Regions from separate parts of the Mus musculus genome. Here region 1 is linked to region 2. The links are chromatin contacts, called in public Hi-C maps. All regions are on one chromosome and are shown on one strand. The core of a region is the stretch at or near the end of the contact, and the rest is flanking DNA. Distances in the headings are between cores, read along the strand shown.

Region 1 (6,279 bases), core at 91-2,590, 65 kb before region 2:
CCAACCTGGTCTATAATGGCAAGTTGAAGGTAAACCAGGGATATACAGTAAGACCATCCTTAAATAAATAAATAAAGTTTCACAACTCACCAAAAACAAAAATTATACATCAACCAAAGAAGCAAAGGAGGCTCAAAGGCTTCTAAGTACTCACAAAACTCAATTTAAAACAATAATACTAGTACTCAGGAGGCAGAGGCAGGCAGATCTCTATGATTTTGAGCCCAGCCTGGTCTATATAGAGAGACTTCCAGGACAGCCAGGCTACAGAGAAACTTTGTCTCAAAAAACAAACAAATAAGGGGGGGGCAGAGAGGGAGGGAGGGATGGAAGGATGGAGGAAGGGATAGAGAGAGAGAGAGAGAGAGAGAGAGAGAGAGAGAGAGAGAGAGAGAGAGAGAAGAGAAAACAATTTGTTACAGACCTGTAATCATAAAGTTTTACCTTCTGGATATGGTATACAACAACTTCTGCCATGTTCTGAAGATAGATCTTGGCTAAACACTTGTATCATACAATGCACAAGGTTCTAGGCTAAAACAAAGTTTAATAAAATACTGTCGCCACCACCAGCATTATCACTTAGTTTAGCTCAATTGCACAGCATATTAGCTTAATGAAGGTGTGTACTCGTTGTGGAGTTCCAGCATTTACACTCATTTGAACTGCTACAAAACACACCCCAATTGTTAGACACCTCTGCCCTGTTTCCAAAATGGTCCCAGCAGACATCATAATCATCTCGGTACACACACATGATATGGAATTTTTATACTATGTCACATATATTACTTTATATATACTCCATGTGGGTATTTTTACATATATTTCTTAAACTAGTGGGTTATGCCACAGAGAAAGGAAATAGGAGAAAAAAATTATAAAAGTTATCTTACTCTATGCCTACTATGTAGGGAGCCCTTTGAACATCTTATATTATCTCTCTGGAAACAGCACTGTGGGTATTGTGTCTCTTATATAAATGAAAACACTAAAGATTGAGTAGCCTATGCAGGGTTGCCCAGTTGTTACATAATAGGTGATAGCTGAACCCAGGTGGATCTGGCCCAAAAACCTATGTGCCCACCCCCCCCCCCAATATACCACAAAGCTGAGTCGCACTTATTTCTGCCTCCCAACACTTATTTTCCTTTCCAAAAACCCCTGGTTACTGTCTGGCCTGCAGTGAGTCTCATTGCAACAGTTCTGATGTACAGGATACACACTTTCACATCAGGTTTTTTTTTTCCCTTAATTGGATGTCCTTCTTCCTCTCTAACTATGCAAACATTATTCACCCTCCAAGGGTCATTTTCTCCACGAAGTCTCACTTCCTTCTCTCAGTGAGCGTTGCTCAATTTGGTTTCTGTGAGCATGGTGTGGTGGGGAGGAGGGAAGAGGGTGATCTTCCTTGTGTGTTGTATAATTAGATCTTAAATTTGATGTCATTACACATTCCTGTGTTTTGGCTCTCCTTAATTCTGCAGTCCTCCCCCTCAGTGGCCACAACCTTAGGTTTAAGTTGCACAGATGCCTCATTGCTTTTCCAAATGTTATTATTTGACCACGTTTAATCAATTAGGAAGTCATCTCATGTGCTGAAAATGGTGTCGAACTGACAATCAAGAGGCCAATTAGTAGTCTATGTCAAGGAACATAAGCAAAGTGAACCCCTGCCTTCTGCAGCTATGAGGGGCGGGTTCCAACTAGCTGTCCTGTAAACAGAATGCTTGCCTTTATTTGCTTTAAACTGTGGTTCTGAAAAGAGAAAGTATATCATTTGAAGCCAGGTCTACTTAGCTCTTTCTCCCTCTCTGGCTTTCTCTTCATCGATCAAGTCTAGGGGACACACTATGAAAGCTATAGACACTAATAGAAAATCCTTTTTACACAGTGCCCATCTTCTGAAGCAAAATCTGTATCCACTCCAGATATACTTAACATAGGTATTCTGTAAAATGTGATGTATTAGCAAGAATCAGGATGTTCTCTACTCTGAAGCTCAGAGTAGACGGCTCCCTGTGAGTGATGCTCTGGGAGTAATAGAAAGTTGACCAGTTGTCCATATGCAAATGTCCATCCATTGCTTCAATTGCTCTTTCCTTCCATTACAAACCCACTTTACTCTGATTAAGTTGTTCACATAAATCAGGAATGGGAGATAGGTTCAAAGCTGATACAAATGGTAGGTAGATACAAATCTGGGCTTTGTAAAGTTAGTTATTAACCTAAGAAATATGTATATATTAATGTAATATATCAAGAAATCCTCAAAATAAAAAATAGCACACACAAATACTGTGAGGATAGTAACAATGTCAATGGGACAAGGCATTCTTTAGTTTTTCTCTTACTTCTTATCTTACATACTTCTTTCCTTCAATTCAAGGTTTTATTTACTCATGCACTCATATGAATATGAAGTTATAGAATCTACTTTGAATCAACAATCAACTAACTGCTTGGTTTCAATGTGTGTTGAAAGTGCTTTAATGCTTTTTTTTTTCTAGAACAAAGTAAAGATGCAAAAGTAAAATGCTTAAAGAAAACTGAAAGATTGGGGGAAAGCAGGAACCTCTTACGTGTAACTCTTTTGGAGTCTGTAAAAGTCAGATGTAAAAAATGAAAAACTATGGAAAGTGAAGAAAATGTCTCATAGATGTGAGAGAAAATAATGGTTGAGAAAATTGTTAAGCACATGGTTCCAGGAAAGGCTGGGAGATACGCCACCTCATTGCTACTCTTTGAAATGCTGTTTGAAATACATAGCTATAATTGTAAAGTTGGCTATGTCTTTAAGAATTCAGAGAAAAAAATTCTAATGGAGTAGAACTGTTTTCTCAAACATGGTTTACTTAGATCAAATAAAGCCAAGTTGTTTATGGTTTTCCTGTGCCATCTCCTTTGGTCCACCTAATAATACTTACACATTCTATTGCAAAGGCTCTTTCCAACAAACCATTCAATTTCTAAATAAATGTCCTGCTAAAACATCATTGCCTTCTTTGGAAGGCTCCTTTAGCCTGGCATTCTGTATTTAATATTGGAGTCAATCATGCTGGAGATCTTAGGTGTTGCCATTATACAATGAATGTTTACGGCTTGGGTAAACAGGTTTTGTTTGCATTTGTTACCTTGACTGTGGCAATTGGTCTTCTACAAGCATTCTCAATGAATAAATGCCTAGAGTTGATAACAGTACACAAGGTCCTAAAACTTTTACAGAAGTAAAGAAGCAAGAGAGAACTTGGGGTTTTGTATTGACATTGTGTGTGTGTGTGTGTGTGTGTGAGTGTGTGCATGTGTGTAGGAGCTGTTACTTTGACTTTTTTTGTTAAACAAAGTTAACGATAACTGACCAGTGTGAGTGATTCCTATACATCAAGCATATTACATACAGGGTGCTTTACAAAATTTGGCCAGTTTTCTTGTATTCTATCGTTTTATAGAAAAGGACAAGACTCAGAGAAGTTTAATAAGATAGTGAGTCACTGAGCTAGTACATGAGACGCCAGATATGTCCTCAGTGTGTCCAACTTCCACTGCTGTGCTGGCTGCCAGGGCTCCAAGGCTCTTTTTCCCCAGCCGTCCACCTGGCTCACCACCTCACTTAATGAGAGTAAGATGTGTAAAAAGCTAGGGCTATGTGTTCAACTCCCACTAGGCCAGTTCACTTATCAGAAAAGAAGAAAGTGACCTCAAATTGGCTTGGTAATGTGTTCCTTTGGCCGCTCAAGGAAGCAATGCCCTAATAGAATTTGATCCCTGAAAGCTGAACAGTTCAAGGCGACCTCAGGACCACTGGTCACAGAAGAGGGATAAGGATGTTGGCAGAATGCAATGTGCATCCCATTGAGAGTTGTTTTCGGGACATAGTGACTTTTAATATTTTTTAAGTTGAAAGTACTGATAAGCACATGGTTGGGCCATCTCCCTGGAACGCTGCTTATATTAAATAAAATTATTCTTGTGACTTCACACCAAGGAGGTTTTTTTTTTCTTTAAGGAAGCAGAATCATGTCAAATTATGTAAATAATTCAAAAGGTGCTTGTGGACATCCCTGCCTGCTCTTTGTCAGTCACCCAACAATTTGCAAAAATAACCAAAGGAAGTGTTTTTGGTGGGCTTTTGAAGATATTTTTAGCTAAGCAAGTAGAGGTTTTAAAATATAAGTATGTGAGTGCCTGCCATTTGGAGAAATCACCTGCTCACAGAGTTCCGTGGAGAAGTGGAATGTTGTCATGTGTGTCACTCAGACAACATGTGGACTGCATTAAGTCAGGTTATTGCAGGACATGCCACGTGACACAGCTGAGCCACATTTAATCATCAGCAACACAACTTGCTCAATGCAACATAAATTTAAACAGGAGTGGGATTTTTCCCCTCAAAAAGGCAACAGCTGCTGTAGATAACAAATGCCCACACTACCCCACACTGAGAGGGGTTTGTGTTTGACATGATCTGAATTATATGTAGGTAGAGGAGTACATCTATATTTAGGGCCATCTCTAAATATGAACAATAGTACATAGAACACATTCTCTAAGTGGCACGAACCTTGTGGTGTTTTCTAAGTCAGTCTTGTCATTTCTTCCTAGTAAATAAAAACCATCTTAAAATATATCCTTTAAAAAAATTAGACAGTCCTGACAATTTCTGGCTTAGATAAATTGGCTTCTAAGGCAGTAGACAAATATTTGGTGTTTTAATTTAAATATAAATACTGCCGCAAGGAGCCCTAAAGGGCCCAGCAAGAAGAGGCTAAGCTGAGCTATGGAGAAGCAAGAAAAGGGAGAAAGGCGTGAGATCCTCTGCAAAAACCAACAGTCTGGACAGTTGGTGCCCAAAGCCTCAAAAGCCAGAACTGCAGTCCCGAGAACAGCATGGGCTTTTCTGCCTTTTCTGCTTATTTACCTCTTTCTCTTCAGAATAGGATGCTAGCTAATGCCTTAACTTCAACTACGTTGATTTTAGTACCACTTATGACAGCCTCCTAAGAACCTAGAAGAAGCCAGAAAGTTCTTACTACAATTTGCCCCTAGCTCTGCCCACTCCCACTATAATACAACCAGCCCAAGCACAGAAAAGTCACCCAGGTGCTGGCTTGTAAATCTCTCTGAAACACAAATGTCTGATCATGAGAGGGATGGGAGGTTTTGTGAAGTTTCCTTTTAATTTGTCAAAAACAGAAATCCATTTTCTTTAACACGATTTTGGACACTGAAAGCAAGTATATTGTTGAAGATACAACATGTAAGCTTTGGAAACATCTCAGAGTAAAAAAATAAAATAGAGCTCACCCAGGGTAGAGTCCATGAGTGTGTCTTAGAAAATTATAGGACAGTTTGTATGTGCTGGGCACATTTGTTGTCTGGCTTAATGTAATCCATAAGAAAATACAAAGACAAGAGATGCTTGTACAGGTTAAGGCATTTAGCCAAACTCAGGTAGCTAGCATGTGCTTAAGATCCTGAACCTGTGATCCATCCAATAGCTGACTGTGAGCATCCACTTCTGTGTTTGCCAGGCCCTGGCATAGCCTCACAAGACACCGCTATATCAGAGTCCTTTCAGCAAAATCTTGCTGGTGTATGCAATGGTGTCAGAGTTTGGAGGCTGATTATGGGACGGATGTCTCTAGATGGTCCATCCTTTCATCTCAGCTCCAAACTTTGTCTCTGTAACTCCTTTCATGGGTGTTTCGTTCCCAATTCTAAGAAGGGGCAAAGTGTCCACACTTTGGTCTTCGTTCTTCTTGAGTTTCATGTGTTTTGCAAATTGTATCTTGTATCTTGGGTATTCTAAGTTTCTGGGCTAATATCCACTTATCAGTGAGTACATATTGTGTGAGTTCTTTTGTGATTGGGTTACCTCACTCAGGATGATGCCCTCCAGGTCCATCCAGGATGGAACACAGGGCCCCCAATGGAGGAGCTAGAGAAAGTACCCAAGGAGCTAAAGGGATCTGCAATCCTATAGGTGGAACAACAATGTGAACTAACCAGTACCCCCGGAGCTGGTGTCTCTAGCTACATATATATCAGAAGATGGCTTAGTTGGCCATCATTGGGAAGAGAGGCCCCTTGGTCTTGCAAACTTTATATGCCTCAGTAAGGGGGAACGCCAGGGCCAAGAAGTGGGAGTGGGTGGGTAGGGGAGTCAGGGGGAGGGTCTGGGGAACTTTTGGGATAGCATTTGAAATGTAAATGAAGAAAATACCTAATTAAAAAAATAAATTAAACAAAAAGATAAAAAAGATAGCAACACACACACTC
Region 2 (6,972 bases), core at 3,416-5,915:
ATGGAGAACTTTGACTGCCCATAACACACATCACTCACAAAGTCATATTTTCTTTTCTAGACCTTGTTATGGCACTCCTCCAACTCTAGCATGAACTACACAAATTGATTTTTATGAATTAATTAAGCATCACCTATTCCTACAAATTTCCTCTGAAAGCCCAAACTCAATCAGTAGTTCTCTCCTGCTAGAAGATCAAACAGACCCACCATGTGTTCATTAAAGGGGTCTCCAAAAGCAAAGGAGAGAATTGAACTCACTCTCTTTTAATTGAAAGCAAAAATTAAAGGAAAAATATATATATGCTAGGTAAACCAAAACTTTGTTGCTCTCCATTGTTAATTCTATAGCTTACTATTATTTTTATGTTTAATTGAAGAGGAACACAACATAATCATAATAGCCCATCAGGGTTTTCTGATATTGCCAGAAGAATATCATGAAGTCTGGAAAGACCCATATACTGACTTTGGAGAGCAAAGATAGCCTTATCCTCAGACATCCCAGCAGATGATACTAATTATAGAATGTTCGACTCATACCAGGCCAAAGCAAGAGCCTGCCTCTTCTCTAAAACTTCACTTGTGCAGTGACCAAATGCTAAGAGGAGCCTATTTAGTGACACATACGATATTGTTATCCAATAGGTCATGGGACCTTTGAATCCATTTTTTTAAAGTCTAAACTAAAACATATGCTAAATGTGAGCCAAAGTATTTTTGAAAGTTATAATGAATTCTTATGATAGAAATTATATTATGTAAAATATAAACATGTGTATTTAAGGAAGATAATAGTTTAGCTCCAAGAAATAATAGCTAAGCAGTGATGACTTAAACAAATGCTCTACAATTAATGGAAATGAAAATTACATGTTAGCACAGCAAATGGGTGCTAAGAGAAGGAGCTGGGAGGTCACTCATACCAAGGTACTCTTAACACACCAACTCGGATCTAAGCTTAAATAAATCAGTCTCCCCCAAAGACGAAAACTACAAAAAAGATCAAACTTCTTCAAGTTCAAAGATGTTAAATTCTACTATTTAAGCCCCATTACATACATAGTTGCTAGGAGAGCCATATCGTACCTTCAGGAGATTCAATTCCCCTCTCTAAAAGCACTGTTGGCCTGGTGTCTTGGACTACAGATCACAGAGTTCCAAAGCCCTTAAGATGTTGTATCACCAAGTCTTACTGAGACATAATTAACTTCACTGGGAATTACATGAGAGCAACTTAGAACAGAATTTTGCAGAACATTATTGGTATTCTTCTACTTGGTAATTACTACTTCAGCGAAAACCTTGAGGAAGAAACAGAGGGCCAAATTTGGCCCTCAACAAGAAGCACATCAAGTTAGTGGCCCAAGTTATAATGCCAATAAAAAGCACATTAGAATTTCCCATGAAACTTCCCCCATTCCGACATCAATTTTCATGGTGAATGTAAATTCAACCAAAATGACTGCCCATATTCTTTAACCAGACTGCATGAAGAGCCATGTATGGGGATTTGGGGGGAATGTCCCTAGGTAGGTGCTCTGTATGCCAGATAACTACCTTCTTACACTTCCCTTCTGTAAAAACAAGCAAAGAGTTGGAAGCTGCTGGCATTTTAATCACATAATTAATTTTCGCCACCACAGCATTAAATATGTGAAGGATAAGATATAAGTCACTGAAATTTAGGTTCATGCTTCAAAATAAGAAGCCAATGTTCGATTCAGAGTAATAATTGTAAGGAAGCTATACATTATAAAACCTCCAATTGCTCACTATGCAACTTTTACCACCACGAATTGTGTAGAATAAGACTCTTGAAATTCTATCACAGCTTTCCATCAAAAGTATTTAGTCTGCAGATGACCTAATTTTTATCGTAAAAATGGAGGCATTTCCCCTCTTTGGCTTGCTGACTTTAAAGTACACTGTTCAGCTGGAAACTAATTTCAGATTACTATCAACTTCGCATTTGAGTTTAAAGTATCCTAAAACATGACAAATGCATTAAAACTATAGCAAAACAATATTTAAAAACTATGTTCTCATCTTTGCTGTCTGTGTTCCCCCAGTAATTCACCTGAAGCCTGAGGAAATGATGAGACCGTTTCCTGGGAATGAGTCTGATGACTTCATGGTAGAAACTTAGCCATCCTTTCAGTGGAAAGCTCTTAGTACTTCTTCCCCAATCAGTCTCCAATGAGTCTTCCTAGTCCAAAAGTTTTGCTTTTATCACCACCAGCACATCTGCATTTGTTTTCCATGTTTTTTTTTTTTTTTTTAATCATGGTGACCAGAATCCTAAAGAGAACAAGCTATGAGAGGAAAGATTTATTTTGGTGCATGGTTTTAGATATTCCATCCGTTTATCATGGCAAAGGAACATGGATGGAACCCCTTACAACAGACTCCTCACATGATAGAACATAGAGAATGGATGCAGGGAAGAACCTGGGAGGAAATACTTTCCAAAAGCCAATCCTTAATGATACACTCCTGCAAATCAGGCTTCAGGTCTCAGAGGTGCTTCAACCTTCTGAAACAGCACTAGTAGCTAGGGGCCAGGTGTTCAAGTCCATGAGCAGGCGGAGGACATCGCAGAATCCAACTGTAGCATCCCCACTTCTCAGTAACCACAACAGTGAGAAACAAAAGGAAAGGCAACCCAGAATGTCCTACCAAGCAAGGCAGACTGCTTTCCCATGGGCCAACCCACCCATCAGTGCATCATGTTTGTTAACATTCGGAGAGACATTTGTGCAGAGCACAAATTGACGAAGCTCCTGTTTATAATCAGAGATTTCGGAAACGACAGGAGATTTATTCGTGGAATCTTAACACCCATTCAGACTGTCGTAAAACACAAAGGACCAGATTCAATAAAAACTCTGTCCAACTTCCACAACACTTCAGTCTGTGTGAACCTTCAAAACAAAATCAATTTTTCCAGTTTTGCATAGGGCCGCTCAGACTTTAGAAGTTGGAAGCCAGCTGGAGCATTTCCTGACTCTTCTTCTAAATGACTTTCAAAAGTAGTTTCGACCACCACAGTCCATCAGAAGTCAGTCTCCCCTCCCCCTCCCTGCCTTCCTCCCCTCCCCCTTTCTCCTTTCTTTCTTGGTAAAACATATTTCAGGGAACATCACGTGGAGAACAAACGACAGACCCACAGCATATGTCTCATGCAGAACTGGCCCATAAACAGAATTCTTTGGTACACAGTGAAAAAAATACTTTTGATTCCATGCTCCACACTACAGTAAAGCTGGGTATAATCACTTTTAAAAATTGCTGTGTCCGTGGACAGCTGTTCTTCATACATAATGGGAATGTTTCCTTTACATTCCTGAGGACATAAGTGCTTGACACTAAGCCAGTACCTTTAGAACTGGTGAAAGATAAACACGCCCCGTGCTGATGCCCCACTCTCCCAACAAACTTTCTCCCACAACTCAAATGTTAAAAGTTTTACCCCACAGCCCACGTTCTGACACTAGTCCAATAACTAATGTTCTGTCCAAGTAAAATACATTTTGTCATAGCTTGAAAATGTTACCTTTCACAGAAGTATAGTATTTCTGACCAGCGGGGAACATAAGTCAACATTATCTATTATTACCCGGTGTCAGGACTGAAAAGGGAAGGTGGGTGGTGGATGTTAATAACGACTTAAGCGATTTCTAAAAGAGGCATTTGAGAAGTACTGGGCCTAAAGTTTCAAACGTTTTGTCTTATTTTCGCTGTGTCAGCAATCTCCCTTCCCCCATCAAGAGCAACACTGCCTCTGACCGACGCCTAGTTCTCCTTTTAATTTTAGCTGGGTGCTTTGCTAAGCTGGAAAGTTTGAAAAATACCCTAGAAAACTCCTCTGCCAAGAGATGAAAGGCAGCAACCTAGGACCAGGACGGCAGCGACGCCCACGCACTCAGAGAAAGCTTTGCCATCATAGAAGCACAAGAGTTTTGAATCTGAAACTTATTTTTAGTCCTCAACTACTTGCCCACTGTTTATATCTAAGGTTTAGGCCTCTTGTAGGACATTGGAGGAGTCGGAGAAATACTGGGTAGTGGTGTATCTGAAGTGAAGCAGGAGTGAACACTCTCTGCCGTGAACGGCGGCGTTCTTGGCAGGGATAGGATGTGGTGCTCAAGGATGGTGCTTGCCTTTTCTTCCACGGACTTGGGGAGACTGCGGTCCCCAAAGCCACTGTCCTGGCCAGCCAGCAATGACCATGAACTGAATGTTTTCTTTGGGTCCCCATGCTATGAATAGCTAAGTTCTCCTTAGTTTTCGGCCCATGTGGTTTTAGCAAGTGCTTCTCAAGGAAGGATATGGCTGTTCCTCACCACACAAACATCTTAGAAGAAGAGATTACTTGGCGTCAGAGATGGAGACTTGGGTCCTGCTTCAGGCCTGGAACAGAAAACACTCAGTTCCTTGAGATCTGAGTCTTTTTCTTCTGGTGCATAAGATCTTGGAGGAGTCCCAGGCCCTTAGGAAAGTAACTTGTCAATCACTCTTCTCCATCGCATTAGAATTAGTTAAAAGAAATCATTCAGAGGTCATAGACCCATTAAAACCTATCTCTTGAAGTGAAGAGACTCTGAGAACTACAGAACACTCAGCTGTGACAAACATGTGTCACAAGACAGGAGGGGATGGCCATGCTTACTGTTCCGAATTTAGGAGGAAGTTATCCTACCTTCTTCTTCTTCCTCATCGAGTTCACTTCTGAGAAAGAAGTCACAAAACAATGGTTTCCTTCTTGATGCTGTATAACTAAGGCAAAAGCAGACTTTAGTTACCCATGTCACCTCCATTGCTGGTCTTGTGAGACATTCACTGCTAACGGCAGAAGTCTAGATACTCTGCACCCTAGGTGTCAACTCCAAGACAGTCACCTGATACATCAGCAAGGCATCTGAGGAGCTTAGAGAAGATCTCTGCAGCCTTGCGAGGGAGGTGGGGTGCCCCCTTTCGCGGAGGTCGTCAGTCCTCTCTCCAAGAGCCCCATCCTGAGGCCCTGAAACTATGAAACTGGCAATATCCATGGTCAAAATTCAAGCAGATTGGCTCCCCCCTCTTTTTGGGAAAAAGCCTTCTTCAGGTTCACCTGAGCTGACAAAGCATAGATGATGTTTGTACGAAGAGCACTGACTGTCACACAGAGTGCTCTAGAGACCATTCATTAGACAGGGAAATGAAAAACAACTTTTTTCGTTGGATTTTTTTTCCTCTTGGGGAAAAAGTTTCATTCTGTAGTCCAGGAACCCAGTGTTGCCTCCAACTCATTGTGTAGACCAGCTGGCTCATAGCAATCCGCCTGCCTCAGCCTTCTGAATATCAGAGTAGCAGACATGAGCCATAAGCCATCATGCCTGGTCACCAGCCTATTGTTTATTTATTTATTAATTTATTTTACTAAGACAGATTCTCGGGTGGTCCAGGGTGGTCTTGAACTCCCCATTCAGATAAGAACAACCTTGAAACTCTAATCTTCATGTCTCCTCCAAAACGCCAGGATGATGTGTGTGTTACTGCCACTAGTCCTGATTTTTATGTAATGTTGAGCTCAACATAGGGCTTTGGCGTGCTAGGAAAGTATTCTCCCTGACCAAGCCACAGCCCTGGTCAACCCTCTCACTGTTAAATAACAGAACTAAATCCAAGTTTGCTCTACTTTGAGACCATAACATAGTGAACTAATTGATCATATTGGAAGGCAGGATTCTGCTTTCTCTCTTAGTAGAGAGAGTTAGGTAAGGCCTGGAAATGGCCTGAAAAGAGAGAATGGTTGCAAAGGAAAGCCCATGCCAGACGGAGCTACACAGCAAGATTTTGGCAGAAGAAAAAGAATGACAGAAAGACAAGAAAAAAGAAAAGGGAAAAGAAAAACAAAGTGCAAAAATGCCAAGGAAAACAAGAAAGCCAAGGTTAAGGGAGAAGGGAAGGGATGCATGCTTAGGGGCTTTCCACCATTCTGACCCCTTCATCAGTTAGGGTGCTCTGCACATGGCCCTGGGTTCTCTTCACAGGTAACTTGCCTCTCAGCTAAGAAAGGAAAGCTGAGGATACAATTCAGTGGGTAGACAGGTAAGCGCCACAGGCTCAGACTTCAAAACAGAAAAAGAAAAAGAGTCAACACAATAAAAATATATGTGCAGCCGTAATTATTAATTATATCAAGAACTCTAGATGTTAAGATTAAGGAACGTCAAGTACTTTCTACAGTGGAGCTGACTGTAGCTAGATTCTCCTTCCAACCAAAACACGGAGAGATAGATTCACAACAAGAAGAAAAACAGTAACACAGGCCTCCAAAATAGTAATAATAGCATTACAATAATTTTATTTGAAGTTGCTCAGACCAGTTAACCAGTCTATTATTGCATTTCCTTTGATCTCTAGAGCAACCTGCTCTCTAAGGAGAAATTTTATTTGTCTCATCATTTTATAACCAAAGATCAGAAAGGTTGAGAAAGTGGCCCCACAGGCAGTAGCCAGTCCTGCAGGAAGACGAAGCAGCCAGGCATAGGGAGCTAAGCCCACCAAAGTTACTCTGCCATGCCATGCTGCTTGCAATTGTGACAGCTCGCTTTTGAGAAAACGGAGGATGAGTTTAGTCATTCACAAAAAATGCTTATTAAAGGTCAGGCATTTCAGGGATAACCGTGGAAAATGGAAATCTAACTTTAAGAAATTTGTTTTCTCACTAAGAAGTGAACCAGCTTAGTTTTGGAGGTGTAAGTGCAATCACACACACACAAAAAAAAAATTAATCTTAGGAGCTAATTTTGACTGCACTTGCATTTTGAGACAGTCGGATCTAAGAAAAGCTGAAGAAGCATTTTACGCTAAGGTTGCCGAGAACTAAGTTCCCTTTTGTGACTAGAAACTCTTTTTCATAGTAAAAGTCGGGGGCGGGGAGAGCTGGTTGGTTGCACACTGATGCACACTGATGCATTCATTCGTT

What was found. Hi-C and Micro-C count contacts between places; a contact is called where the count stands out from the background.
Region 1: a Hi-C map of bone marrow-derived macrophages shows a contact between it and region 2, with 2.3 times the contacts expected there. The contact joins two enhancer-like sites. A contact is called at or near these places in 1 of 15 datasets of contacts at CTCF or cohesin (the G1E-ER4 cell line), 8 of 484 Hi-C or Micro-C datasets (CD4 T cells, bone marrow-derived macrophages, centrocytes and 3 more), 3 of 115 datasets of contacts at active chromatin or transcription factors (bone marrow-derived dendritic cells, microglia and neural progenitor cells) and 1 of 9 other capture datasets (bone marrow-derived macrophages).

Annotation. Positions count from the first base shown.
Region 1 is chr2:45,257,177-45,263,455 of GRCm38.p6, reverse strand. It overlaps Vis1. Among named protein-coding and RNA genes, the nearest start is that of Gm28643, 130 kb to the right of the region's middle. Within about 2 kb of position 1,340, at least 60 of the 459 cell types and tissues checked have an H3K27ac peak or open chromatin away from gene starts, as enhancers often do. A contact at or near this core is called in bone marrow-derived dendritic cells, bone marrow-derived macrophages and microglia, where this site is marked.
Region 2 is chr2:45,194,399-45,201,370 of GRCm38.p6, reverse strand. No RefSeq gene overlaps it. Among named protein-coding and RNA genes, the nearest start is that of Gm28643, 65 kb to the right of the region's middle. Within about 2 kb of position 4,665, at least 47 of the 459 cell types and tissues checked have an H3K27ac peak or open chromatin away from gene starts, as enhancers often do. A contact at or near this core is called in bone marrow-derived dendritic cells, bone marrow-derived macrophages and microglia, where this site is marked.